Linked DNA regions of Mus musculus: regions 1, 2, 3, 4 and 6 are each linked to region 5. Evidence: chromatin contacts called from public HiChIP or PLAC-seq and promoter capture Hi-C data. All regions are on one chromosome and are shown on one strand. Each heading gives the region's core, a stretch centred on a gene start, on an enhancer-like site or on the middle of the called end of the contact. The rest is flanking DNA. Distances are from core to core; before and after follow the strand shown. Region 1 overlaps Mecp2 (methyl CpG binding protein 2). Region 2 holds the start of Arhgap4 (Rho GTPase activating protein 4). Region 3 holds the start of Pdzd4 (PDZ domain containing 4). Region 4 holds the start of L1cam (L1 cell adhesion molecule). Region 5 holds the start of Gdi1 (guanosine diphosphate (GDP) dissociation inhibitor 1). Region 6 holds the start of Renbp (renin binding protein).

Evidence for each region. Promoter capture Hi-C pulls out the DNA fragments that hold promoters and counts their contacts. HiChIP or PLAC-seq counts read pairs in DNA pulled down with a chosen protein or histone mark. Capture Hi-C pulls out chosen DNA fragments and counts their contacts.
Region 1: a contact with region 5 is called in a promoter capture Hi-C map of liver. The contact joins the enhancer-like site here to the promoter of Gdi1 in region 5. A contact is called at or near these places in 2 of 39 promoter capture datasets (cranial neural crest and liver), 1 of 115 datasets of contacts at active chromatin or transcription factors (cardiomyocytes) and 3 of 9 other capture datasets (adipose tissue, liver and pancreatic islet).
Region 2: a promoter capture Hi-C map of adipose tissue shows a contact between it and region 5. The contact joins the promoter of Arhgap4 here to the promoter of Gdi1 in region 5. A contact is called at or near these places in 4 of 39 promoter capture datasets (cranial neural crest, embryonic stem cells, liver and 1 more), 3 of 484 Hi-C or Micro-C datasets (CD4 T cells, CD8 T cells and regulatory T cells), 2 of 115 datasets of contacts at active chromatin or transcription factors (memory CD8 T cells and regulatory T cells) and 3 of 9 other capture datasets (adipose tissue, liver and pancreatic islet).
Region 3: a contact with region 5 is called in a promoter capture Hi-C map of hippocampal neurons, with 2.5 times the contacts expected there. The contact joins the promoter of Pdzd4 here to the promoter of Gdi1 in region 5. A contact is called at or near these places in 3 of 39 promoter capture datasets (cranial neural crest, frontonasal cranial neural crest and hippocampal neurons).
Region 4: a promoter capture Hi-C map of hippocampal neurons shows a contact between it and region 5, with 4 times the contacts expected there. The contact joins the promoter of L1cam here to the promoter of Gdi1 in region 5. A contact is called at or near these places in 5 of 39 promoter capture datasets (cranial neural crest, hippocampal neurons, liver and 2 more).
Region 6: an H3K27ac HiChIP or PLAC-seq map of microglia shows a contact between it and region 5, with 8 times the contacts expected there. The contact joins the promoter of Renbp here to the promoter of Gdi1 in region 5. A contact is called at or near these places in 6 of 39 promoter capture datasets (the C10 cell line, cranial neural crest, embryonic stem cells and 3 more), 4 of 484 Hi-C or Micro-C datasets (CD4 T cells, CD8 T cells, forebrain and 1 more), 4 of 115 datasets of contacts at active chromatin or transcription factors (astrocytes, memory CD8 T cells, microglia and 1 more) and 4 of 9 other capture datasets (adipose tissue, embryonic stem cells, liver and 1 more).

What each region holds. Positions count from the first base shown.
Region 1 is chrX:74,042,751-74,047,003 of GRCm38.p6, reverse strand. The region is part of intron 2 of Mecp2 (methyl CpG binding protein 2); the gene reads left to right. Among named protein-coding and RNA genes, the nearest start is that of Mir718, 21 kb to the right of the region's middle. Within about 2 kb of position 1,728, at least 12 of the 459 cell types and tissues checked have an H3K27ac peak or open chromatin away from gene starts, as enhancers often do. A contact at or near this core is called in liver, where this site is marked.
Region 2 is chrX:73,908,786-73,912,865 of GRCm38.p6, reverse strand. Arhgap4 (Rho GTPase activating protein 4) reads left to right here and starts at 1,568. Exons shown (of 22, transcript NM_138630.2): 1 at 1,568-1,703. The coding sequence starts at 1,637.
Region 3 is chrX:73,823,018-73,827,082 of GRCm38.p6, reverse strand. It overlaps Pdzd4 (PDZ domain containing 4), which reads left to right and starts at 2,114. Exons shown (of 8, transcript NM_001029868.2): 1 at 2,114-2,801. The coding sequence starts at 2,742.
Region 4 is chrX:73,879,019-73,883,031 of GRCm38.p6, reverse strand. L1cam (L1 cell adhesion molecule) reads left to right here and starts at 2,198. Exons shown (of 29, transcript NM_008478.3): 1 at 2,198-2,338.
Region 5 is chrX:74,303,473-74,308,055 of GRCm38.p6, reverse strand. Gdi1 (guanosine diphosphate (GDP) dissociation inhibitor 1) reads right to left here and starts at 3,044. Exons shown (of 11, transcript NM_010273.4): 1 at 2,615-3,044; 2 at 1,370-1,477; 3 at 1,112-1,211; 4 at 819-953; 5 at 186-384. The coding sequence starts at 2,659. Atp6ap1 (ATPase, H+ transporting, lysosomal accessory protein 1) reads right to left here. Exons shown (of 10, transcript NM_018794.4): 9 at 4,470-4,583; 10 at 3,335-4,259. The coding sequence ends at 4,050.
Region 6 is chrX:73,929,326-73,933,522 of GRCm38.p6, reverse strand. It overlaps Renbp (renin binding protein), which reads left to right and starts at 2,673. Exons shown (of 11, transcript NM_023132.3): 1 at 2,673-2,809; 2 at 3,006-3,115; 3 at 3,261-3,336; 4 at 3,443-3,518; 5 at 3,670-3,842; 6 at 4,183-4,197. The coding sequence starts at 2,780.

The sequences.
Region 1 (4,253 bases), core at 479-2,978, 260 kb after region 5:
CCAAAAATAGTACCTGATAAAGCTTTGGTTTGGGGTTGTTTTTGTTTTGTACTCTTCTGCCTCTTCTCAACTCACTGCCTGCCCTACGACCCACCAGGCTTCTTCAGAACAAACTGGGTAAATAAGACCACACAACCAGATGACATGTGCTCTGCTTTCAGTCCGCCAGGCTGGACACTCTTCTGCCTATCCCTACAGTACCAATATTTAGGGAGCTGCCAAGCTGTGCCATACTGTCCTTCTCTTTTTCCCATCTTTCCCTTGAGCCCTTCTACCACTGTCCTGAACCAAACACCCTCTTGAGGGTTCCTGTGACCTTGTAAGCTTTCCTATAGATACCTGGCTTTCACACAATCTCTGTAGTCAGATTGATCTCTCCCCTGCTTTAAACCCAAGGCCCCTCTAGTGTGAATCTTGCTTTTCTTTCTAGACTCTTCCCTATTCAGGTTAGAGTCCCTTTTCTCTGTACACCCACACCTCATGCCAAATTTGCCCCTCTTCCAACAGCAGCTGGTTGATTGTTTCCTATCCTGTGTACTTTAGAAACAGAACATTTTTACACCCATAGCTTCTATCTCTTTGTCTCAGCCCCTCTCATCCTGAAGGTGACTATATTGAACATGTTGACAACCTTCCTAGTGTCAGACTTTCCATCTCCTTGACCACCTCCATTCCAGTGACCTCAGGCACACATCCTCATACTCAAGGACTGGACTTTGTCATAACTAAAACCTGTTCCACCCATAGAGCCTAATGCAGACCTCATGATGACAAGGATTTCCTGTCTGTCCGGCTTGTGGTGTCTACTGCTCTTCCATGTCCCTGGGACTTCATTTGTATTCTCTCCTCTCATGAATCACACTTATCACCATAAAAATGTGTTTTAGAATTTCCTGCTTAGCTATGCAAACCTTCTTTAGCCTCTGTCTAATCTCTACTCTGTCCCCTTTTAATCAAACTCTCCCAGCATTCTCTGTTCATGGACCCTTCCCTCACCTCCTATAATTGGGTCCCTCACCTCCTGTAATCAACTTTATAAAGACATATAAACACTCCTGTGTTCCATGAATTGGCCTTATCAGTCTCCAGTGGACCTTCACATTGTTATGGCCAGTAACAAGTCGTCTTTTTTTGACATTATGTTCAGTTCTTTAGAAAACTGTTATCTTGTACCTCTTCTGTGACTCCACAGTCTCCAGGTAACATTTTGTGTTTGGAGAACTTCTCGCTCTACCTTAGGAGTTTGAGTGGAGGCCAAATAACTTCTATAATCACTGAAAATACCAGTTGCTTGTTTACGTAGCTTCTCTTCAATTAACATAGCAGCTGGTGAACCACATCCCTAGAGTTAGCTCTGGCTCACTGCCTGATTTGATTTGGTTTATTTGTGACAGTCTTGCTACATAGCCCAGATTGGCCTCTAACCTCTGATCTTGCTGCCTCAATCTCCAGAGTGCTGGAATTATAGTTATGTGTCACCATACCTGGCCTGCCACTGCTTGTTTTTTGCATATAAAATTCTACTAGAACTCAGCTCATCCATTTCTTTATGCATTGTTTTTGTCTATGTCTCTGCTACAGCTCATAAGTTGAATGATTATAATAAAGACTGTGTAGCTATCAAAATGGAAAAAAAAAAAAGAACTCCTGTGCAAGGATGTGGATCAGGCTCTGCCATCGTTCCCTCACCTGATAAGAGGAGTGGGCAGGCTGCCAGAAAGATGAGCTCCAAAGCCAAAGTTCTGCCCAGTGTTTCCTGCAAGCAGAGTTGCAGAGGCAAGGACAGCTGCCCCAGATCAGATTGGCAAAAGGACTTAGAGTGTGTCTACTTACTGAGTGATTTTAGGGTTAGGGTTAAAGAGACTCTTGTCTTTAAAATACCAAGAAGAGGGTTGGGGAGATGGCTTAGCAGTTAAGAGAGCTTGCTGCTCTTGCAGAGGACAAGACTTCAATTTATAGCACTCACATTAGGCAGATTTTGTCTCCTGTAACCCCAGCTCCAGAGAATCCAGTTCCAGCCACACATGCACAAACCCAAACATGGGCATATGTATAAATACATTTGTTATTATTTATTATCTTTAATCTTTTTTTTTACAGTCCAGTTTTTATCCCCCTCCCGATCCTCCTTCCTACAGTTCCTCATCCCATTCCTCCTCCCCCGTCTCCAAGAGGATGTCCCTACCCCATCAGGCCTCCCCACTCCCTGGGGCCTCAAGTCTTGAGGGTTAGGTGCATCTTCTCTCACTGAGGCCAGACCAGGAGTCCTCTGCTGTATATGTGTTGGGGTCCTCATATCAGCTGCTGTATGCTGCCTGGTCAGTGGCTCAGTGTCTTGAGAGATCTCTGGAGTCCAGGTTAGTTGAGACTGCTGGTCTTCCTATGGGGCTACCCTCCTCCTGAACTTCTTCCAGCCTCTCCCTTACAGGAGACCCTGACTTCAGTTCATTGGTTGGGTGTAAGAATCTGCATCTGAGCTGGGTGTGGTGGCTCATGCCTTTAATCCCAGCACTCAGGAGGCAGAGGCAGGCGGATTTCTGAGTTCGAGGCCAGCCTGGTCTACAGAGTGAGTTCCAGGACAGCCAGGGCTACACAGAGAGACCCTATCTCGAAAAAAAAATATCTGCATCTGTCTCAGTCTGATGCTTTTTGGGCCTCTTAGAGGGCAGCCATGCTAGGCTCCTGTCTGTAAGCACACCATAGTATCAGTAATAGTGTCAGGCCTTGGAGCTTCCCCTAGAGATGGATCCAAATTTGGGCGGGTCACTGGACCTCCTTTTCCTCAGTCTCTGAACTACAAGAAGAGGAGGAGAAACCTGTTAGAACACAGAATCAAAGGCCCAAAGGAAAGTGAGGAAACAGAAGTTGCTTATAATATAGGCTTCTCAAAAGCTAGAAGAGAATATCAGGTGCCCTGCTCTGTCACTTTCTTCTGCCTTTCTCCCTTGAAACATGGTTTATCAATGAGCTTCCTGAATCTGAATCTCAAAAGAAGGAATGAATGAGTGAGTGAATGAATGAATGAATGAATGAATGGAAAATGTTTGTATAAACAGTGATTCTGACATTTTCCCTCTTATCTCATTTATGAGGTCAGTCTGTGGGAAAGACACCCTACCTGAATCTTTTGCCTTTACCAAGTTTGTAATCTTGGCCTGATTTCCCAGTGAGTCCTAGAGTAGCCATTTTACCCCTGTTCTGGAGCCTTTCTGGCTACTTGATGAGTCTTCCCTAGCTCCTGGCATCTATCTTTTATGTTTACCAAAGCTTTTATTTTGGAATACCAACCATATCAGAAAAAGCAGCAACAGATGCTTTATGCAGGTAGAGTCTTATTGATGGCCCAAGTGTAAGCATGAACAAGATACATTGATGTTTAAGGGACATTGGATAATGCATGAGTGAGTGAGATGAAGCAACACATAATGTTCCTAAAAGTCTTACACTACTGGCATGTACTACCATACCCTGGTTCTAGGATCACTTCTATTTAAACCCACCACTAGCTACTGAGCATTCAAGAAGCATTTCTGCCACCCCACTTTACTTCTATCTAGTTCCAGAACATTTGAAGTACCTCTAAAGGAAAAGCAGTCTGGCAGCTTCTCAGAAGGTTAAACATAAGAGTAACCATGTACTGTAGTAATCACTCCTAGGTTTATAGGTAGAAGAGAACTAAAATGTATGTTCACATAAAACTTGTATGTGAATATTTCATAGAAACACTATTCCTAATAGCCAGTGTAATGGATAATCAGGGAATTTTTTAAATTGTATATAGATGGTTTGTTTATGTTTGTGTAGGTGTGCAGGTCTGTGTAGCCCTGAGTACATGTGTAGAAGCTAGAAGAGAATATCAGGTGTCCTGCTCTGTCACTTTCTTCTGCCTTTCTCAGTTGAAACATGGTTTATCAATGAGCTTCCTGAATCTGTATACCTCCACTCCCATCACCAACATGCAAAGGCAAGCAGATGTCTATGAGTTCAAGGACAGCCTGGGCTACAGAATTCCAAGACAGCCAAGACTATATAAAGGAACCCTGTCTTTTAAAAAAATCAAACAAACAGGAATAAAATTCTAATCCATGATACTCTAAAGACATTATGCTTTATGAAAGAAAAGAGCCATGAGTCACAAAGGGCCACAAAATTTATGATGCCACTGTGAATAATGAAATACATAATAGGCCAATTCAGTAACAGAAAAAGATAAGTAGTTGTCAAGGACTGAAGGGAATTAGAAAGTTAGCAAC
Region 2 (4,080 bases), core at 319-2,818, 390 kb after region 5:
AAGGGCTTTGGTATTGGGAGCAAATGGAGATCAAGAACAAGATTGAACTTGGGAGGCAGAGGCAGGTGGATTTCTGAGTTCGAGGCCAAACTGGTCTACAGAGTGAGTTCTAGGACAGCCAGGGCTACACAGAGAAACCCTGTCTCGAAAAACCAAAAAAAAAAAAACCAAAAACGAAACAACAACAACAAAAAAAAACCAAGATTGAAGCTGGTGAGATGGCTCAGTGATAAGAGCTTTGACTGCTCTTCCAAAGGTCTTGAGTTCAAATCCCAGCAACCACGTGGTGGCTCATAACCATCAGTGATGTGATCTGATGCCCTCTTCTGGTGTGTCGAAGACAGCTACAGTGTACTCACATATAACAATAAATAAATCTTAAAAAAAAAAAAAAAAGATTGAACACAGTTGAAAGTCCAGAACAGTCTTCCCTCCTGCCAAATCTCCATGTCAGGCTTACAAGTGCTCACATGCACTTTGACATCCATGCATGTAAGTACAGGTGTGGATGCCCTTGTATTAGTACCTTCAAGCATGTTTTGTAAGTTATCTTGCCTATCGCCCACAGTCTGTATACCCCAGGGCTTTCTCTCCAATGAACTAAAGACAGATGGCTTGTCACCTGCCTCCTGCCTTCCTAATTGACTAGAAGAGCCTGCTGTGGTTGTGCACATATGCAATCCTAGCCCTTGGGACAGAGGCAGAGTTTGAGTCCAGCCTGGATTGTGTAAAGCCAACCAGGGCTACAAAGTGAAGCCTTGTGAATGAGACAAAACAAAACATGACAAATTAATAAGTAGATCTTGCCTTATGACTTAGAGTTGATGGGGGTGAATAAAATCACCATCATCCTTGGATAAAGGAGGCAGTAGGAGTTGTTTCTAGGCTGGTTCAAAGCCCCCACTGGTATAGGTCCCTACAGGTGCAAGATGGAAGGGAAAAGAGACAAAAATAATCTCTTCCGGCAGCAGGAAGTGGTAACTACCTATGGGGAAATGAGGCTAGTTCTTTCCTTTGGGGCTGAGTAGAAGGGGAACTGTAGCTGAACCCCGCTCCCTCCCCCTCAGGGGGCCCAGGGAGAGCATAAGCCTACAACTTCCCATTCAGCTGTCTGAACTCCCATAGGCCTCACTATGGGCTATGACTCTGGAAGGAGGGTGGCATCTGATGTCCAGGAAGGCTTCAGAGGCAGACCACCTAGGAGCCTGGAGCAGCTATGGTGCCATTGTCCATTAGTATTGAGGGCTAGTGGCCATAGGGGTGTTGTCTGACAATGGGAACCACAGATAGGTTTCTGCAGATAATGAGGAACAGCAGCAGGTGGTCCCAGACATGTTGAGGTTGTCTTGCATTGCTGCTTTATGTTGACTCTTTGGGCTCAAGGTATCTAGGTAGAGGAGCAACTTGTCTCAAGAGAGATGAGCCTGAAAAGGGGTGCCTAGACTTTCAGAGGCCCACCCGGGCAGTGCCAGGTCCAAGTCGCCCCGCCCCTCCGGGGACTGTGCTGGGGGCGGGGCTGGCGGGGCGGGGCCCGCGGAGGGTGCTGGCCTTGGCGCCCCTAGTCCCTGCACTTGGCGGTCTCGCCTCGCTTCCGCGTGGGAGCATTGGGACTCGAAGTCGCGAACGGCCTTGGGCCATGGCGGCGCACGGGAAGTTGCGGCGGGAGCGGGGGCTACAACCTGAGTATGACGCACAGGTCAAAGGTGAGAGGGTGCTTTAGTCCTGGTTTACAGGGGAGACCCCAAGTGTCCGCTGCTGATCTCAGGGGTGCCTGGAGCAGGGTGGAGAAGGGAGTCCAAGCCCTGCTTCTTGAAGCCTCTTTGGCCTCAACTGCCTGCCCAAGCCCTCCCTCTCGCCTCCTTAGCCAACTTGGGTCGCCTGTTGCTCACTCAGGCAGCAATGACTGTGGTAGCCCGAGGGAAGGACAGACTGAGAGGGTGGCTTTCTAGTTGGAGTATAATGGGCCACTTTGACTTTGTTGGTAGCCTGACACCTCACTCTTAACACCACTAGAATCTATGAATTCTTAGCACCTTCACCTCCCTTTGGCACTGTATTAGCTTGCAGGTTTAGGGTGGTTGGTCTTGGGTCAAGCTAGGAGACTGAATATGGGTTAGAGAAATTCAACTGGGATGGCTTTACAGCCTTAGGCTATTAGACCTCTGGATTTGGGCAAACACTTCTATGCAAATCACATGCAAATGAGCTTTGTGAGTTCTTTGCTGACAGCTTCATTTCTTCAGGGTGTGGTAGGTAACTCTTTCACAGGAAAGGAGGCAGTGTCTAACCTCCCTCACCCCCACCCCCACCCCCACTTGCTTGTTGCTTCCAGATATCTTGGCTCTCTTCCTATTTCCAAAGACTTTGGATACAAACACAGTGACTTACCTGTCACAGAGCACAATGGCTCATAAGAGAAGAAATAATATGATCCTTGGAGTTTTCCAACCTGTAGATGAAATTCCAATGTACTTATTTGGTGCAAGCAACTTATAACAAAGTGTATCTTCATGATGTGTTGCTGTTATAGTGGAGAGCATAACTGCCTTTGAAAGTTTGACCCAGACCTCCTCATCTTGGTGTCCAGAGGCAGCTTGAGGTGATTGCAGAGGGTGAGCCAGCAGATGGAGACAATGATTCCATCCTACTTCCTCAAAATGTCCTGAAGCCTAAGGACCTTGAAATGTCTTCAGTCAGCAAACACAGGCCGGTTAGTTCCCATCAAGAGAAATTGGAGTTTGGCCCTAGAATATCTTTTAAATGGCCCTTGCTCACTCAGGGTGTTCAGCCTTTGTGGCTATTATTTCTCACCAGCCTCCCTCAAAAGAAAGTCTTCCAATCATGCTGGAACAGGGGCACTGTTTTGGCACTCTAATTTCTAAAAGGTCGCATAGTCGTGGTTTGGAGGACAATGCATTCTGCTTTGCTGGTCAGCAGAAGTGAGAGTGAATGCCTGGCTCACAGGAAGTGCTAGGGGGCCTGGGTCCCAGCTTTGCAATGCAAATATGCAGGATTTCTCACTCTTTTTTGTCAACTGTTTGTTTGTTTGTTTGTGTGAGTAGGATTGGAGCTTGGTATGTACAGCAGGATAGTATTGAACTCATTATTTTATTCAGGCTGGCCTGGAACTTGCAACATCCCCTGCCTCAAACTTCCAGGGCTAGGAATGACAAGCATATGCCATCACACCCAGATTTTTTTTTTTTACTACATCTATTTTGCTGCAGCCTCTGTGACTCCCTTATTGTATATGAGAGAAGCAGTCCTTGCCCTTCTGAGGTTCACAGGTCTGAGGAGAGAAAAGCAGTAAACAACCAAGTGCACAGCTGATTTCATGTATGATAATAGCCACTACAAAGGACAACCAAGGTCCCAAGAGCACACTGGGGCTAGACAAGGGCCAGAGCTTGGTTGGGGATCAGGGTTTTTTGAGCTGAGATCTGAAAGCTCTGCTACAACCTGGAGTCTTGGAACAGCAGTTTCCTGCCTTCTGTGGACCTCAGATGCAGTTGGCTTGTAATCTATAGCTCTTTGACAGCAGCTGGTGTGCATGTTCGGAAGCAGAACTGCTATTGCTGTTACTGGAGAATCCACACAATAGTGTGATCTGCTGGTGCACTCAGCATTGTGCAGCTCTAATAGGTCCCTCCATGAGTAGCAAGCACATCCCTTCTGGAACACAGGACAGGCACTGTAAGGAAGGGCCTGTTGGGTCCTCTTGGGACCCTACTTGAACTTTAATTGCCATTCTTTAAACCCTGTTATTCTCATTTAGTGGAGATTTCCCCGATAGAAGTCAGCACTCATCCTAGCGAGTGGCTGGCACAGCCCACTTCAGAGACAGGAGACTGGTGGCAGTAACACTTGGTATTGTGGGCTCTGCTTTGCATTGGCTTCGGTGTTAGGAGTTTCCATACATACACACCAGTTCCCATCTGCCTAACTTGTACCCTTAATGGAAAATTAGCAATTTCAATGACCTGGTTAAAGGTGATCCCCAAAATCCACCCCCAAGGGAGTCCAGTGGGTGGTATAAAAGGCTGATGAGTGGGCCGTGCATGCAGCTGGAGAAGTCGGTAT
Region 3 (4,065 bases), core at 865-3,364, 480 kb after region 5:
GACTGCAGCTGCATATGTATCAAAAGATGGCCTAGTCGGCCATCACTGGAAAGAGAGGCCCATTGGACTTGCAAACTTTATATGCCCCAGTACAGGGGAACGCCAGGGCCAAAAAGTGGGAGTGGGTGGGTAGGGGAGTGGGGGGGAGGGTATGGGGGACTTCTGGGATAGCATTGGAAATGTAAATGAGGAAAATACCTAATAAAAATATTAAAAAAGAAAAAATAAAGCTTCTGACATACACCAGGTACTTAGGACATCCAAGAGTCTATAGCTGAGTATTATCAGGCCTATCAAGTTCAAGATAGACACACATTCAGGTCAAGTCCCAGGCCCAGTTGGGGTCAAGAGGCCTCAACAACATATGTGAACAGGTAATTTAGTCCCCATGCCACCTGCTTCTATGGTCCTGCCATTTCTCCTAAGCTCATACACATGAACTCAGGCAGGGGCTCAATTGCAATCTAGTTCCTTTATGAGTTAGCTCATGTCAGGATAAAGAAAAGCATGCTGCTGATCTGAGGGATATTTGGGAGGGAAAGCCTCCATGGAAGCCATACCCTTTTGTAGAGGAAGAAATGGCCAATCCTGCTAGGTAGGTAGTAATAGCTCATACCTTTAATTCCAGCACTTGGGAGGCAGAGCAGGAGGATCTCTGAGTTGGAGGCCAAACTGATCTACAGAGCAAGTTTCAGGACAGTTATAGCTACATAGAGAAACCCTGTCTTGAAAAAAGAAAGAAAGAAAGAAAGAAAGAAAGAAAGAAAGAAAGAAAGAAAGGAAGGAAGAAAGGAAGGAAGGAAGGAAGGAAGGAAGGAAGGAAGGAAGGAAGGAAGAAAGACTTGTGCTAAGTTCTGTGGGCTAGGCTGGGGGAAAATGTTTTTGATGACTGGTCAGGACCTTGGTGAAATACATACAATTAGAAGGTAAAAAGATTTGGAGAGGATATTTCTAAGAGACTGCTCTTGAAGTAAGGTGATCTAGATCTTATGCTGTAGGCATGAGGAAGCTCAAATTACAGGGCAGAGGGGGCTGTTGTGGCAGTAACCATGGTGGAAGGACTAGGGTCCATCTCCTCTCCCCGGGGCTGATCTAAACACAGTGCCTCCCATCCACAGACATTTGTACTGAGCTCTCAAAAAGGGTATTCCTCAGGAAGATCTACTGGTCATCTCCTGAAAGGCTCAAGTTTTGCTTTCTGGGAAAGACAGTTTATAAGCACTCATACTTCCTTTCTGGATTTCAGGTTATTCCTATTTCTGTCTTTTGAACCAAAGTGGGGGTGGAAAGGAAAAGTATTGAAGCAGCCTCCCCCAATACTGTTAATTAAACATTTCTATGCTGTTATAAATCCCCTCACTCGCCAGAGCCTGGAGATAAAGACCAGACAATTTTATCAAAGGATCTTCTGCAGGTAAGAGGGCTAAGCAGCTCTCTCAGGCAGCCTCTGGGAACCTAGCTTTCAATCGGTCATTGTTATCTAGCCAAAGGCCATCTTTTCCTCTGGTTTATCAAGAAGAGGGGCAGCCTGTGGGAGGGAAGAGGCTAAAGGAGAAGTGTGAGGAGGGAAGGCTGGAACTGAGAAACAGACAGCGGTTTCAGTGCAAGCAAGGGGGGTGCCCATAAAGGCCCCAAAGAATGAGGCTTCTCTGTAGTTCTCTTGCCACCTACAGCACCCCCACGTTTTTCTTCTAAACAAAGGTATCCGTTTCAGAGATAGCAAGGGAATGGCTCAGTTAAAGCAGGGAACCAGTCTTTAAAGAGAGACAGAGGAAGGAGTACAGACATTGGGGCTGATACATTTAGAACCTGGGAAAGGGGTGAAATAGCCTCTCCTTGAGACCAAGGCCCTGAACTCTCTTCAGGAGTCCAGGGAAGCTTCTTCTTCAGACAGGATCCTCTTTTCTCAGGGACACACCTAGCAGACAGGTCCACTAGACACCTCGCCCTCGGACATTGGCATTATCTGGTCTCAGGGACTCAGGCCCCGCCCTCAGCTCCCTGCGCCGACTCCTGAGGCCCCCTGCCGCTCCCGCCCGCACCCAGCCTCTGCTTCTCCCACGCGCGTGCGCCCCTTCTCCGCACACCTCCCCCGCTGTTGCTGCGGGCGCGCGCGCGCGCGTTCCGGTGTTCCAGGCAGGAGCTGGAGACAAGCGACCGGCTGTGGGCCAGGCTCTGAGAGAGCGCCGTGAGCTAGAGAAGCGGGACCCTGCGAGGCTACAGCTGGCGTGGGCCTGGCCGCCTCTCCGTCGGCGGGCCGGGCCACGTCGCCAAGCCCAGAGGCTGGACTCCCGGGGCTGATGGCCATGGGCGGGAGCTGGAGACGACAGCGGCAAAGGCAGCGGCAGCGGCCGGCCCCGCGGGCGGGGAGCCGTGTGGCCCACGGCCCCTGACAGCCCCTGACGGCCCCGGCGGGCAGGCGCGCTCCCGCGCCTCCTGGGGTGGGGGGGCCGTAGCCAGGCAACGCCCGGCGCGCCCGCCCATCCCCCGCCGCCCTTTTTTTCCCCTGGCTGGGTGCGAAGGAGCATGCCTGTGTCTGGCCTCGGCCAGCAAAGAGTTAAGTCGAGAGGCTTGGAGCTGCCTTCCTCTTGGGGGCGTGCCCCCCTCCCCCGCTAGGCGGCTCGGCCCCCCGGGGTAAGGTATGGCCCCGGGCCCAGGCCCGGGACCCGTGGTCCCACGCACTGGCCAGTGAAAGATACCTTCCTCTTCCCGCTCTCCTCTTTCCCTCGCCGGCCAGCATCATGGGATGTAATATGTGTGTGGTCCAGAAACCGGAGGAGCAGTACAAAGTGATGCTTCAGGTAGGGCGCCTGGGCTGCTGGGGAGAGGGTCGCAGCCGGACCTAGGAAAACTGTAAACCCCGAGGGGGAGGGCCAGGTAGAGTCAAGAAAGGCAGGTGTGGGAGGGCGAGAGGGCTCGAGAGAAAAAGGTAGGGAGCTGATCTCGCCCTCAGATTATGGGTTGCTGGGTGCTGGCGCCCTGTGGGAACCATCCAGGGATGGAAGGAACTGGGTGAAGAAGATATGTAGGTGTTCAAGGCACATCACCTGGCACTCCGAGTGCGTAACGACCACTAACCATGTGTCCAGATCAGCCCAGGTGGGAAGTTAAGATTCTGTCCCGGGACAGTGAGGCGCTCAGTGGCCCGCGCGGGATGGAGGTTGCATAGCAACGGTCTGGATTCCCGGCACATGGTCCCAGGGTTGGAGCCTGACCCAAAGAAGCAGTGAAGTGCCTGCGGGACAGAGGCCGAATCCCGGGCCTGGCAGGCCAGATTTAAAACGTCGTCAATGGAGCTGGGTTTGAGTACCCATTTTCCCATCCACTCTCTAGACTAAGTCACGACTGTCGATTTCAGGGCCTCAGGCATTTTGGGTGAGTGGGTGACGCGGGGATCGATCGGTGGTGCCCAGCACGTGCTCTGCCTGTTGGCATCCGCTTTGGCCTGTTGGGCCTTGAGGACAAGGAGGGTGTTGAGAGCGACGCGTGCGGGGCGGCAGGAGATACCCTGCTGCCCGCTTGCACCTTGAGCCACCTTCTCAGCCACGAGTGGGGTTTCCTTGCCTGTGCGTGGCGTGACTACGTGAGTGCGTGCCTGTGCCCCGTCTGTGTGTGCGCCGAGGCTTGCCAGCCCCGCGCGTCTATACTTTCTGTGTGTGCACCCTGAGAGTACTTTAGTGAAATGTGTCCAGGATGATGTGCACTGAAATATACTAGGGCTGAGTGTAGAGAAAAGAGGGAGTCGGGACCAGGAGCCAAAGTGGGAGCAGACAGGTGAGTCTAGTGACTTGTGCCCCAGCTATTGAACTTGTTGATCAGAACCAGGGAATTAGTGCGCGCAGGTGTTGGCTGGGGGAGAACCTGTAGGTTCCTGGATGAATAGAGGAAAAACCTTCAGGAACGTGGCGGGAGTAGAAGGGGAGATTGTGTCAATCATAGTAGTGTAGTGGTATTGAGGTGGCCTCGGGAGCCCAAAATTTTTGCTGTGATCTTACCTTCTCTATTAGAAAGAATAAGAGGTAATGTGCAAGAGAGGGTGGGCATGGAGGGCCAGGTTGGGGGTGG
Region 4 (4,013 bases), core at 949-3,448, 420 kb after region 5:
AAAAACACAAAAGAAAAATAAAAAACCCTCCTGAAACAATTGTGTCTCAAAAGGGTCAACTTCACTACAAGTTCAATTTCATGGCTGGTTTTTGTGTTTTGTCTTTTGAGAGCCTCGCACTGACCCATTAGCCCTATTCCTGAAGCTGATTATTTTATTTATTTATTTTTTTCTTTTTGCAGCAGGTTCTTACAGTGTATCCCACACTGTCCTGGAACTCACTAAACCAATTTGGTGTCAAACTTAAGGTCCTCCTGTTTTGCCTCTCAGTGCCAAAATTATAGGTATGTACCATGATGCCAAGCAATTGGATTTTTACTTTTTAATTGATTTTTTTTGGTGTTTTGTTTTGTTTTGTTTTGTTTTGTTTTGTTTTGTTTTGTTTTTCGAGACAGGGTTTCTCTGTATTACAGCCCTGGCTGGCCTGGAACTCACGTTGTAAACCAGACTGGCCTCAAACTTACAAGATATCTGCTTGCTTTTGCCTCCCAAGTGCTGACACTTAAAAGACAAAGATTTTTGAGAGATGAAATAAAACTTGTGTCTAGGCTTCGCAAACAGAGCTAGACATAGTGAACACCTATAATCCTAGCACTCAGCAGGATGAGACAGGGGCATGTAGGTTTAAAATGAAACTGAGCCACAAAGTAAGTTCCAGAACAGCATCAACCCTAGACTAGGTCCAGTTGGGGTGCAGTCTGGGAGTAAGGCAGTGAAGAGAGCAGCTGGAGAGGAGAGGCCAATTTTGTGGCCTATCGCTCTTACATCAGTGCAGTCATGAAACTGATCTCAGTTCAGTGCCTCATGGAAAATACCATTCTCTGCCCAGCTAAAAAGGCCCCTGGCTTCGTGACCTAGCTGCCTGGCTCAGTCTCCTCTGCTGTCTCCTGGAGATTTGAACCAGTGAAGCTTCATGAGTACGGTCCGCAGCTTCATTCTGAATCCATCTGAGCCAAGTGGCAGGCCTGTAGAAGGAGTAGTGGCCTCTGAGCTCTTTGCTTAAGCCTCCACTTCATTCAGATGACTCTTCCTAAAGACTCCATGGTACACTTTGGATGTCTGGAAAGACATCCAGACTTTCACAGAGTGCTAGCAGGCATCCCCAAGTTTTTCTTTCATGGGAAGGAAGCTGGCAGGAGGTGATCATATGAGAAGGGAAACCAGGCCAGAGTGCCAAAAGTGTTTTCATGGGATCAGGGCATTGCACCACTGGGGGAGTGTTGGCAGGCTGAGCAGAGGACCTACAGAATGCTTCACTGAGTAACAGGCATGCTCATAAAAATACCATACCTACCAGGGCTGCAATCTGCCATCTGGGCCCTAGGCCTTCCTTGCCCTGCAGCTTCAGCTAGCTGGACTCACTTTGGAATTCCAGCCCCCTCTGCTTCGCCTCGCTTGGGAGGTCACAGCCCTAAGCCTGGGAGGGGGCGCCACTGGGAAAATCTCCTTTCCATAAGCTTTCCCCATAGGGCTGTAAGCGAGAGTAGGTCGACCAGGAAAGGTCAGAAAGAGGCCAATCCCGAGGACAAAGAAATAAGGCACTGAGCAGGAGGGAAGTGGGAGGAAGATCAGAAGTAGGGGGTTTCAGGTTGAAGGGCGCTCTCTCTGAGAACTTTCCCTTCTAGCCTAATCTGGGACCTAGTGTTTAGGAGGGACTGTATGGTGTGCCTCGCCACACCTCCTTCGCAGGCTGGGGACTCAGGTTCAGGCGTACATCCCTGAAGAGCCCTGGCTTAGCGTCGTGGCTGGGCAGGGGTTCCAAGAGGCGCTCTGCCCTGAGAGTGCGGATACATTCAAACACATGACCAGGGCGCGGCCCGGACCTAATGGTATATGAATGCCCATTACTAGCCAGAGCCCTCGAAGGCCAAGTGGAGGCGAGGTAATCTGGTTCCCAGTCTGGATCCTCTCCCCACTGTCCAGCCCCGAGATCCCGAGAATACTTCTGCAAATGACTTCCAATATAAGCCTCAAGGGCGGCGGGGATCCTTGATAGTGAGGTTGGGGGTCACTCTCATCTCGGGGATACTGGGACTGCTGGAGCTCCTGAAGAGGACCCCCCCCCCCCACGAGGTCCCTATCACGCGCGGGGCTCTGCGGCCAGGTTCAGATGAAACAAGGAACGAGGGTGTGGCGAGGCGGGGCCTGCTGCGGGGGAGGTGATCTCACTACCTCCCCCTCCCTCTTCCTCCCCCACTTCCCCGCGCACGCTGCCCCGCCCGCCGCCGCCGCCGCCGCAGCAGCAGCAGCAGCAACATCGCGTCGGCAGCGGCATCGCTGGGTGGCAGGTCCGAGGTCGGCGTGCACAGAGACTGAGCTGGCAACCTGATCGGCGCAGGTAAGGTGGGCTGGTTTGTCCCCTTGACCGCAGCAGCGACCATCTACGTTCCAGACCCAGCCCGCCTCAGGCTCAGAGGGAGTGGGTTTCGTGCCTCCTCGGTAGGAAGGCTGGAGCCCCACCCATGCATGCTAGGCACCGAGCTCTGAGCCCTGCGATCTGGAATGGGGTTGGAGAAAGTGGCTAGGTGCCAGAGCTCGACAGGTGAGGGGTAACTGGGCGGCTCCCCAAATGCATGCTTAGGGAGGGGCACAGGAGTGGTCAGGCAGGTTCTGTATGGGCAAGTGGAGCTGAAGTTGGCATATCCCTGTGGGTGTATGCGTGTGAGGAAGGAAATGTGAACCCAGCAGAACGTCCATCTAACCCAGTCGACCGCTGTGGGGTGTGGCTCTGGGCGTGGCTGTTCCTCATCCCCATCTAAAGTCCTGATTGCGGCTGGGGTGGGGGAGAAGCCAGTGTCTAGCATGGTGTGGGGGAGATTGAGCGAAGCTCCTCCGGTAATGGGAGGAGGAGAAGGATCAGGGATGGATGGGCGCTGCCTGCCCCTCCACCCCAAAGTGGGGAGGGGGCTTTGTTCTTCACCTCCTCCTTTCCAAATTCCCTCCGGGGATCCCCTCAAATGCACTGCAAAACCAGTCTCCTCTCAGGCACAGAACCTCCCTTAGGTTCTTTGGCCAATAAAGACTACACTAAGAGAGATGGTTTTGGGCACTCACTGATGTGCCTGTGGATGCACATGGGTGTGGACCATGGGTCCATCAGGTAAAAATAAGGGAAGAAGGGCCTCATTGGCTTAGGACAAGGGACTTCTGGAAGCAAGGTGCCTGGGACTCTTTCTGTAGAGACTGGAGCGATTTTAGACATTGTTTTATACTCTGTTTAATTATGGGAGGAGGGACGTTTCCATACCTTATTCCCTTCTATCTGGTTCAGAGTTTTAGGGTGTTGATTGATAGGAAATGAAAAGAATAACAGATATAGCCCACTGCTCCTCCTGATCTAGTGTCTATAACCCCTATCCATCTGTCTCAGGGAGGCAGGACCACCATCTGTCTGGGGGCCTGGCACCCCTTTCAGGTAGATGTCTTGATCCTGATTAATGCAACTCCAGTGGTAGCGGTTACTAGCAGCCCAGTGTTGTCTTTGCTGACTCACATGGCCCTTGTGGTGAATAGATCCAGCAGCCTTTCTTCCCACCTTTATGGTCCTTTAGTAGGGTGGCTAGGGTGGGGCTTGCCCAAGGCCTCAGCTCTGATGGACCCCTTGCTGCAGATGGTGGGACTTGACAACCCTAGCTTCTTACCTAGCCCAACATCTACGCAGCACTGTATATACTTGCTTACCATTCAGGCACTAATCCTTCAGTCACCCTCAAGGGTCTGTGGCCACATGGCGAATTGGTGACAGGGCTGGGACTGGGAACTCCCCACTTCTCTGCCTCCTTGCTGTATTCCAAAGTCTGTCATTCTCTATTATTTTTTGTGTGTACAATCCCCAAAGCAATATATCTTGATATTTTGTTATAGTACATTTGAAAAACACAGGAGCAACTTACTGAAATACATTTGAAATAGAGAACAAAAGAAATTAGGAATTGCCTGTGATCTGATTACCAAGGAGGGGGAAACACATTTGACATTCATCACAGCACAGCACTCCTGGATAGCTACTACCT
Region 5 (4,583 bases), core at 1,795-4,294:
CCCACCACCCTTTGTGACCTGGCAAAGATGTGGGTCAAATGGAGAGGGACTGAAATGGAACAGGTGAGTCTGGAGCTGAGCACAAGAGACATGCAGGGTGGGCAGTAGGTACAATAGGCAGGTGTGGGGAGGGCAAGGTGTGAGCCAGAGAAGGGGCTCCCATCACCAGCCAGCTTTCCCCTCACTCATCAGTGCGGTAGAGCGCCAAGGCATGGCCAGTGAAATCTATGACATCTTGACCCAGGTCAAACTTCCGGTAGACATCACGCATGCTGGTGTTCTGGGGATCAACACCCTCAAAGGTTTTGGGGTCATTCTCATCAAAGTTTGCCACAAACACCAAAAATTTTCGGAAGCGTCGTTTTTCAAACATGCCCATCAGATCTGAAAGAAAGGTATTGAGAAGACCCTTAGCATTACTGGGACATAGAACTCCTCTTTCCACCAGAGCAGGCCAAGAAAGCTGGTTGTATGTAATGTAGAGTATTGGCTCCCACCAATACTCTATCATGTAACACTACCCCACCCTTCTTGATCTCAATTTTCTTTTTGTAGGAAGAAACCCTTCTAGTTCCACGTAGGGATGCTACAGGGCAAGTAGGCCCTCTGACAAAAAGGAATCCTGTTCTGTGAACTTTCTGGCAACTTGCCAGGATGGGTAGCACTGTCCAATCAATACACTATAAAGTAAGGGTCCTCTAGGACTACACAGAGCTAAGATTAGTTTCAGGCAAAGATGAGCCTTTTGCCTAACTGTCCTGAAAATAGTCTGTCTCATCCAGCCCCATTATTCTCTGGTTAAGGAGACTCATACTCACTAGAAGCCAAGGCCTCAGTCTCGGTGGATGGCACTTTGTAGATCTTGCCCCCCTTATATACAAAGCTGCCCTCTACCACCTTGAAGTCCAGATATCGAGTCACTTCTGTATATAGTAGCATCTTTACCAGCTGACCTGTGTCCAGAGGAAATAAGGGACATTGTTGTGTTTTCCTTCAAAAACTCTCAGTAGTCTGACTGACCATATTCTTGAGATTGACCAATCTCTCCCCACTCCGTCTTCCCACTCACCACCCCCAAAACCATATACAGCATCTTTTTAATCTCTCTCACCATTGGCCATGAGGAATTTGGGGATCAAGTCAACATTCCAGTCTCGGCCCCGGCCCATTGATTCAGGGGGCCCTTCCAGTATCTGAAAGCGCTTATATAGCTGTAAGCAGGACAGGAAAGAAAGAAAAATGTCAAGGACCTGTCGCCCTTTCCCACTCTCCTGCCCAGTACCTGAGAATTACTTCGCCCCCTTATACCTATGTGGAAGACTAACAAGGATCTGGGTCTAAGCCCAGGTCTAAGAATAAGAAATCTTACCTCCTCCAGGGGTGTGATGGAAGAGCTCTCACCCCCATAGTAGGGGTTTCGGTCCATGTGCAGCACCTTCTTTCCATTCACAGACATGATGCCAGACAGGATGCATTCCTGGGGAAGGAGTGACATTTGCAGCTATACCCCATAACCCTCCAACTTGCTTCATGCCCACCACCAATTTTATAATGCAGCTCTTTTCAGTGCCTAAAACTGGGGAGGAGAAGATGGCTTCATATGATGTTTCCTTTACAACCCTGCTGAGTAAACTACTGGAGCATTAAAGGAGGTTTGGGGGGCAGAGCTTTCAGCTTCCAAGTCTTCCAGCATCAACAAGCCAAGAGAAGTATCTACTTCTCTGAGCCCACAAAAAGACAATGAGTCTACAAGAAGAACCAATTCAAAGGACCTTTGAAAGAGAAGGCCAAGTCCTTGAAATCCCAGGCCCCACCCTGCTCCTCCTTCAAAGGGCAGGAGCCCCTGACTCTCTTCTGGCCCTATCCACTGGTCTAGACTCAGGGTTCAAACTAAAAAGATTTAGGCCGGGGGTGGGGGTTGGGGGGGGCGGGGGCAGGGAAGAGACAAACACCCTCACCAGTCAGTCACTAACCCAAGGACAAAGGCTGAGGATATATATTCAGTCTGAGATCTCCATGGGAAACCAAGTTGGGGCAGAGGTAAAGTGGTCACTACCCCCCCCCCACACCCCCCACACACACACTCCTGCTGTCTCTGGAACATTCCATGGGTTTCCTATCCCATCCCAAAAAGCAGAAAAGCATGATGAGGGCCCACCCTTGTAATGTCCCCATACCCATCTTCATATTCCATCCCCTAGTTTGATCACAAGATGGTAAGGGATGCTAATCAAGGCCTTGGAGCAGGTGATGAGTTCAGGCAAAGGGTGGGGGCTGGGTGCAATGGTTCCACTGTGTGTGTGGGGGGGTGAGTTTTCCACCTCGGTGATAGAGATAGGGAAGAATAGGGGTCTGAGGTTAAGTACTAGAGTGCAGGAACACAGGACAAAGTGGGGCCCTCTACAGAGAATTGGGAACTGGAATCGACATCCTAGGGTGAGGTAGTGGGTTGGGCATGGGGTTGGTTTTCCCAGGGCTGGAGCTAGGATGATGGGAGGATGGATCGGATACCGGACTCTGCATCAATGCGGGATGGAGTGGGGTGGGGAGGGATGGCGTGGGGTGGGGAGGGATGGCATGATGCAGGGCTATGAGAGCCTGAAGTGGCACTTACGGTAAGACCTGTCCCCAGCACAATCACATCGTATTCCTCATCCATGATCAGGCCTTGGTACCAGCGTCCGCTCTGCTCCTCCTCCTTCACCACAGCAGCCGCTACCACTACCTCTACTATTGCTACTGCTGCTACTGCCGCTGCTGCTGCTGCCCCTGCCGCTGCTTCTGTCACTGCCGCCGCACTGAACCAAAGATGGCGTCTGTCGGTTGTCTCCTGATCCCTACGCAGCGTTAATGAGTCCCTCTCTCTCTCCGCTGGCCCCGCCCCGCCCAACCAGTCATCATTTCCTTGCTTGTTTTCTGGGAGGGCTTCTGTCACCTGGGTCCCAGCACCAGAATGACTGCAGGGGTTATCGGGGCTCTTCGTGAGCCCAGAAAAATACGGGGCGGGGCAGGCCGGCAGCAGGTGCTGAGTCCTCCGAAAGATCCTTGCGCGGGAGCCGCGCGCGCCCCGCCCCGCCCCGCGCGCTCCCGTACCGCCCCCTGGGAGAAACACAAGGTATGGAAGCCCTGCTGTGTGTTGTTGCACAGTAGCGGAGCTACCATTGTCAGGATTCCTCCCAAGGCCAGGAAAAGTAACAAGCCTCTACTCTAAGTAGGTTTGTTAAGAGTATCAGCTTACTGAAGACCCTCCCACCCTTCCTCTCTCACCTCTTGCATGACTGGACTACATCTGAGCACTTCTTCCCTTCAGTCAAGAAAAAAAAATCTACTGTTCAGTGCAGAAATGAGTGACACGAAGCCCAACACAAGGCAACACGTCTTTATTTTATTAGGAAGGAAACAACAGAGCAACCCCCCACACACACCTCCGGCCTCTTGACAGGCAGTCTTTATGGGAATAATCCAGAAACCCAGTGAGCACACTTTGTTCACCAATCCTCGTGATGGTTTCTTCCTTCCCAGGCCACAGAAATAAACCCCAGTGTACCACTCACTCTTAACACATCACCCCTCCCCCCCAAAAAACATAACAGCTAAGCTGGACAGACAGTCAAGTAGTCTTTCCACACCTCGCAAATTCAAGGAACCTCAAGTTCATGGCTGTTGCTGGAAGCTCCATAAAGCTTGGGGAGTGAGCATTTACTACACAAAAGCACTATAAACAGCAAGGAATAATAGCAGAGGGGCAAGAATAAATAAGGAGAGAGGGTAAAGGGGAGACCCTAGAATTAAGGTCCCTTCCCCTCTTGATGATGAAGCCTGGAAGATTTATCTAATATCTATGAAGAATACACTTTGTTGGTAGAGATGGGGGATAGCCACAGGGGAGTCCCTCTCCGGGTTAAAGAGGAAGCAAGAGAGACTGAGGGTGGCGTATGTAGGGTTCATGCTATAGTAGGAAGAGGACAAACCTTTCCATCCACTGTGTCACAAAACAGAAACATGACAACCTAGACACCAATACTCCCTCAATTCCTCTCAGGTGTATGTCACACAATCTGGGTCAAAGTGATGGTGGGGCCCTTGTGGTCATCAAAGCGATCCATGGTCTTTAGGCTGAGTATCATGTGCAGACCATAGGTGAATATGAAAAGCATGAAGAGGGTGGTGAGCAGACCCATCCAGATGCCCGGAGAGAAGAAACCAGCACAGTCGCTAGCATAGGAGAACTGTTCACCAGTCACATTGAAGGCCTGGATCTAGGAGACACATTGACATGGATCAGATGGTTCCACAAGGTTCCACACACAGTAAGAGCTGGGATTCTGGAATCAATGAATAATCTATACCTTCAGAGACTGCACAAGGCTGGAACTCTCAGCTACATGCTCAAACCATACTGAGATTCTCTGGGCCCTTCTTCCCTCCCCTTACTGCCACCAGCTTGGGGCCCATCACCCTTTCAATACCTGGAAGTTATGAAGAGTCATCTGCCAGACTGAGGGCACGTTGGTCACAAGGAGATTGCCTTTCTTGCTCACACTGCTGACGTACTCACAGTGGAAAGAATAGATGCTAGGTCC
Region 6 (4,197 bases), core at 1,424-3,923, 370 kb after region 5:
AACCTTACCTCTCGGGGGTCCTTGTATTTATATATATATATATATATATATATATATATATATATGTATATGTATATTTTCTGAAAAGTTCCTAGAATTCCAAACATCCACAATCACAGAAATTATCTGCAGCTGGCAGAGCCATGCCTCTGTGGCAGCATGGGGCAAAATCATGGTGAGCTGCTACAAACAAGTCTACAGCAGCCCCATATCCCTATACCTGGGATTAAAACAAAAGCACATTCTTATAATAGTCATGTGGTTTTAAAGTAAATTCCAGAATTCTCACTAAAAGCTTGCCACAGGCCCAGGAAGAGGAGCAATACACTGTCCTTCAGATAGGAGGTTTGAGAACAATGTCCAGGGATAGGAGGACATGGGTCAGCAGAGGTAAGTTGTCCTGTGCAGATTTGCTAAGACATGTGGACATTTAGCCTGGGAGAAATGCAAGGGTTCTTTTTCCCACCCTACTCCTGTAGCTGTTACCTATGGAGCTACCCTTCTTCCCTGTGCTCACCTTCTCATCCCACTCTGGAAGGCAGGCAATATAGAGGGCTAGAAGGATGGGCAAGTAAAGAGTATACTGCTCTTGCAAAGGACCAGAGTTCAGTCCTCAAGCTTCTTCATTGAGCAGCTCCAGGAGGATTCAATGCCTCTGGCCTCCATGGACAACCCACCCACACAGACACATGCGTACATGCATATAATTAATATAATTAAAAATATTTTAAAGGAATATATCAGAAGTGCTTTGGTGCAGCTTGAAGCTGGATGTGATGCAACACACTTGTAGTCCCAGCCCTGAGAGGTGAACGCAAAGGAGCAGGAGTTCAAAACCATTCTTGGTTAATAGAGTTCAAGGTATCCTGTGATACATGAGACCCTATTGCAAACAAACTAGCAAACTGAGCTCCTGGGGAGAAAGGCATCATAGCTTTGCATCACCCTATTCCCATGAGACTCAGGGCCAGGGAACCACCCATTCTATCATACCAATGCTCTTAACTTGGCTGAGCTTGAAAGGGATGATATGTGTGTAAGAGAAGCTGGGAGACAATGAAGATGGATAAATACAGCTTAAATAACAGCATGCAAGCTTTCCTGGATACAGAGCCAAGGTCCCTGGGCATGACCTAGGCTAAGGGTAAAGATGAACAGAGCAGCTTCAGCAGATACTTAACAGACACTGAGATCAGGCTTATTCCTAAACACCATAAAGATGAAGTGTTTCAGGATGAAAGAGCCATTCTACAACCTGCAGAGCCACCCAGTAGCCATAACCTGGAAAGTAGCAGTCATTGCGAAATGAGTCAACACACAGCTGGGAAGGGGCAGGTAGCACAAGAACATAACCATATCTAGAAACTGAATTCTTTTTACTGACCAACTCCCAAAGCAGCATTGATGAGTCAGGAAGTCTAGTTACTTTACACTCCTGGGTTGCAGTCCATCATTAAGAACATGTTCAAGGAACTGGAGTGATGACTCAGCAGTTAAGTGCACTGTCTGTTCTTCCAGAGGCCCCAGGTTCCATTTCCAGAACCCACGTGGAGACTCACAACCAGCTGTAAGTCCAGGTCCAGAGGATCCAATACCCTCTTTTGGCCTCTAAGGATACTGCATGCATGTGGTGCACAGACATACATAGAGGCAAAAGCAAAAGCAAACAAAAAATAAACCACCACCACCAACAACAACAACAAAACACTGAAACATAAAATAAAATGACAAAAGAAAATGCAGGCAGTGGTGGCTCACGCCTTTAATCCCAGCACTTGGGAGGCAGAGGCAGGCAGATTTCTGAGTTCGAGGCCAGCCTGGTCCCCAGAGTGAGTTCCAGGACAGCCAGGGCTACACAGAGAAACCCTGTCTCGAAAAAACAAACAAACAAATAAAAAAAGACAAAAGAAGGGCTGGTGAGATGGCTCAGTGGGTAAGAGCACCAGACTGCTCTTCTGAAGGTCCGAAGTTCAAATCCCAGCAACCACATGGTGGCTCACAACCATCCGTAATGAGATCTGACGCCCTCTTCTGGAGTGTCTGAAGACAGCTACAGTGTACTTACATATAATAAATAATAAATAAATCTTAAAAAATGTTTTAAAAAAAAGACAAAAGAAAATCAGAACAAGTACCTCTGGCATTCTGGTTGAAATTCTCACTCCACAGAATTCTGCTGAGCAATGAGGGTGCCCAGTGGGTAGCAAGAATGGGGAACAGATTAACCAGCCTGTCACAGAGCCAACCTATACTGTGTACCTAGGAGGAAGGGCCAGAGAGCTGGAGGATGCCCACTCTACTCTGCATGGTTATCACCTGTTTTTCCAGAATCATCCTTGGGGGTGAAGTATCCAGCAACTGGCAACCAGGGCTAATGGTTGTAAATTACTGGACTCAGACAGCTGAAGCTAAAGGAAAGGGCTTGCCGACAATATGGGGTCACAGGGTCTCAGGATTCAGTCATTCCAGGGGCACCCTAACTTCACAATCTGTTGAGATCACCAGCCTCAGCTGCCAGGCCCAGATTCAGTCTCCTACCTACTCCCTCCTCATAAGGCCAGACTTCCTCACCCAGTTCCCACCAGGGGGATCTAGAGCTTGACTGCTCAGTCCAGGCCTAGAAGAGCAGAAGGCGGGGTTTGAAACCCCGCCCTTCGTCCCGCCCCCAACTCGGGGCCCTTCGGAACTCTGAAGAGGATCAGGTGGGTGGGACACTGCTCGGTCAGCTGAGTGATAGTCACGGGATCGCGACCAAGTCTGAATTCCTGGAGGAAAGCAGATGATGGACCTAGGACTCCTAATGTTACAGGTATGTGGTAGTGGATGGTTCCAACTAATGGTGGGGTCAGAAGCCCATTGAAGAGGTGGGAGTACTGTATCCTTGGCTCGAGGCCCTGTGGTGGTGGGGTGGAATCAAGTAGCTCTGGGGCCTACTCGAGTTGGTTCAGGAAGTCCCTGTGAAGGAAGAGCTGTGCTTCCCTGCTCTGCCCTGATTCACTTCACAGGACATGGAGAAGGAACGGGAGACACTGCAGGTCTGGAAGAAGCGTGTGGAACAAGAGCTTGATCGTGTGATCGCTTTCTGGATGGAGCATTCCCATGACCAGGAACACGGGTTAGCTATCCTGCCATGATCCTCCTAGGGCCCCCCTCCCCCTATCTCACTTGGAGGTGACACACAGATCTACTGACCTGAGGAGAGTAGTGAAGCTATGGAGAACGGCTCTTTCCTTCACTTTCTGACAACACTTGTCTCACAGGGGCTTCTTCACATGTCTTGGCCGTGATGGGAAGGTATATGATCACCTCAAATATGTTTGGCTGCAGGGGAGGCAGGTCAGTTTGCACACTTAAGGTGTTCACACAACAATAGGGTATACCCAGGGATACTTAGGATTCCCTCCACCCCAGCTACTCCTCTCTAAACTGTGTTCCCTCACAGGTATGGATGTATTGTCGCTTATACCGCAGTTTTGAGCGCTTCCGCCGTGTTGAGCTTCTGGATGCAGCAAGAGCAGGTCCCCTCTCCTAGCCCTATCTCCCCAGGGGCTTCAGTGGGTTATGTATTCAATGTATCTAAAGGGCTCTAGAAGAGGAAAGGGACTGGCAGGTTCCAAGAGGCAGTATATTCAGAGTCCTTACCTACCATGCATACTTTCCAACCACCAGGTGGTGAATTTTTGCTGCGTTATGCCCGGGTGGCACCACCTGGCAAGAAATGTGCTTTTGTGCTGACTCGGGATGGCCGGCCAGTGAAGGTGCAGCGGACCATTTTCAGCGAGTGCTTCTACACCATGGCCATGAATGAACTGTGGAAAGTAACGGGGGAAGTGCGTTATCAGGTATGTAGGAGCCTGTAGGGGATCACAGGCTGTTGGACATGAGTGTACTCTAATGACAGGCCTGGGAACCTGCCACAAGACCCATTTACTCGTTTCCTACCATTTTGTGACCACATGTTTCCTCAGCGCTCTCTAACCCTAACCCTAAAGGGACCCTGGGCAAACAGTGCCCTGTGTCCAGGTAGAAAAGGTTTTCGCTTTCTTCACTGGGCCCTTCTGCCTGAGAGTGACCTGAATCCCAGAGTCCCCGAAAATAGTATTGGGAGAAGAAGCTGAGCCCTGAGTCCTTGGGGGAAGAAGTATGTGCTGGGACAGGGCAGCCTCTCTGGTCTCCTCACAGAGTGAAGCCATAGAG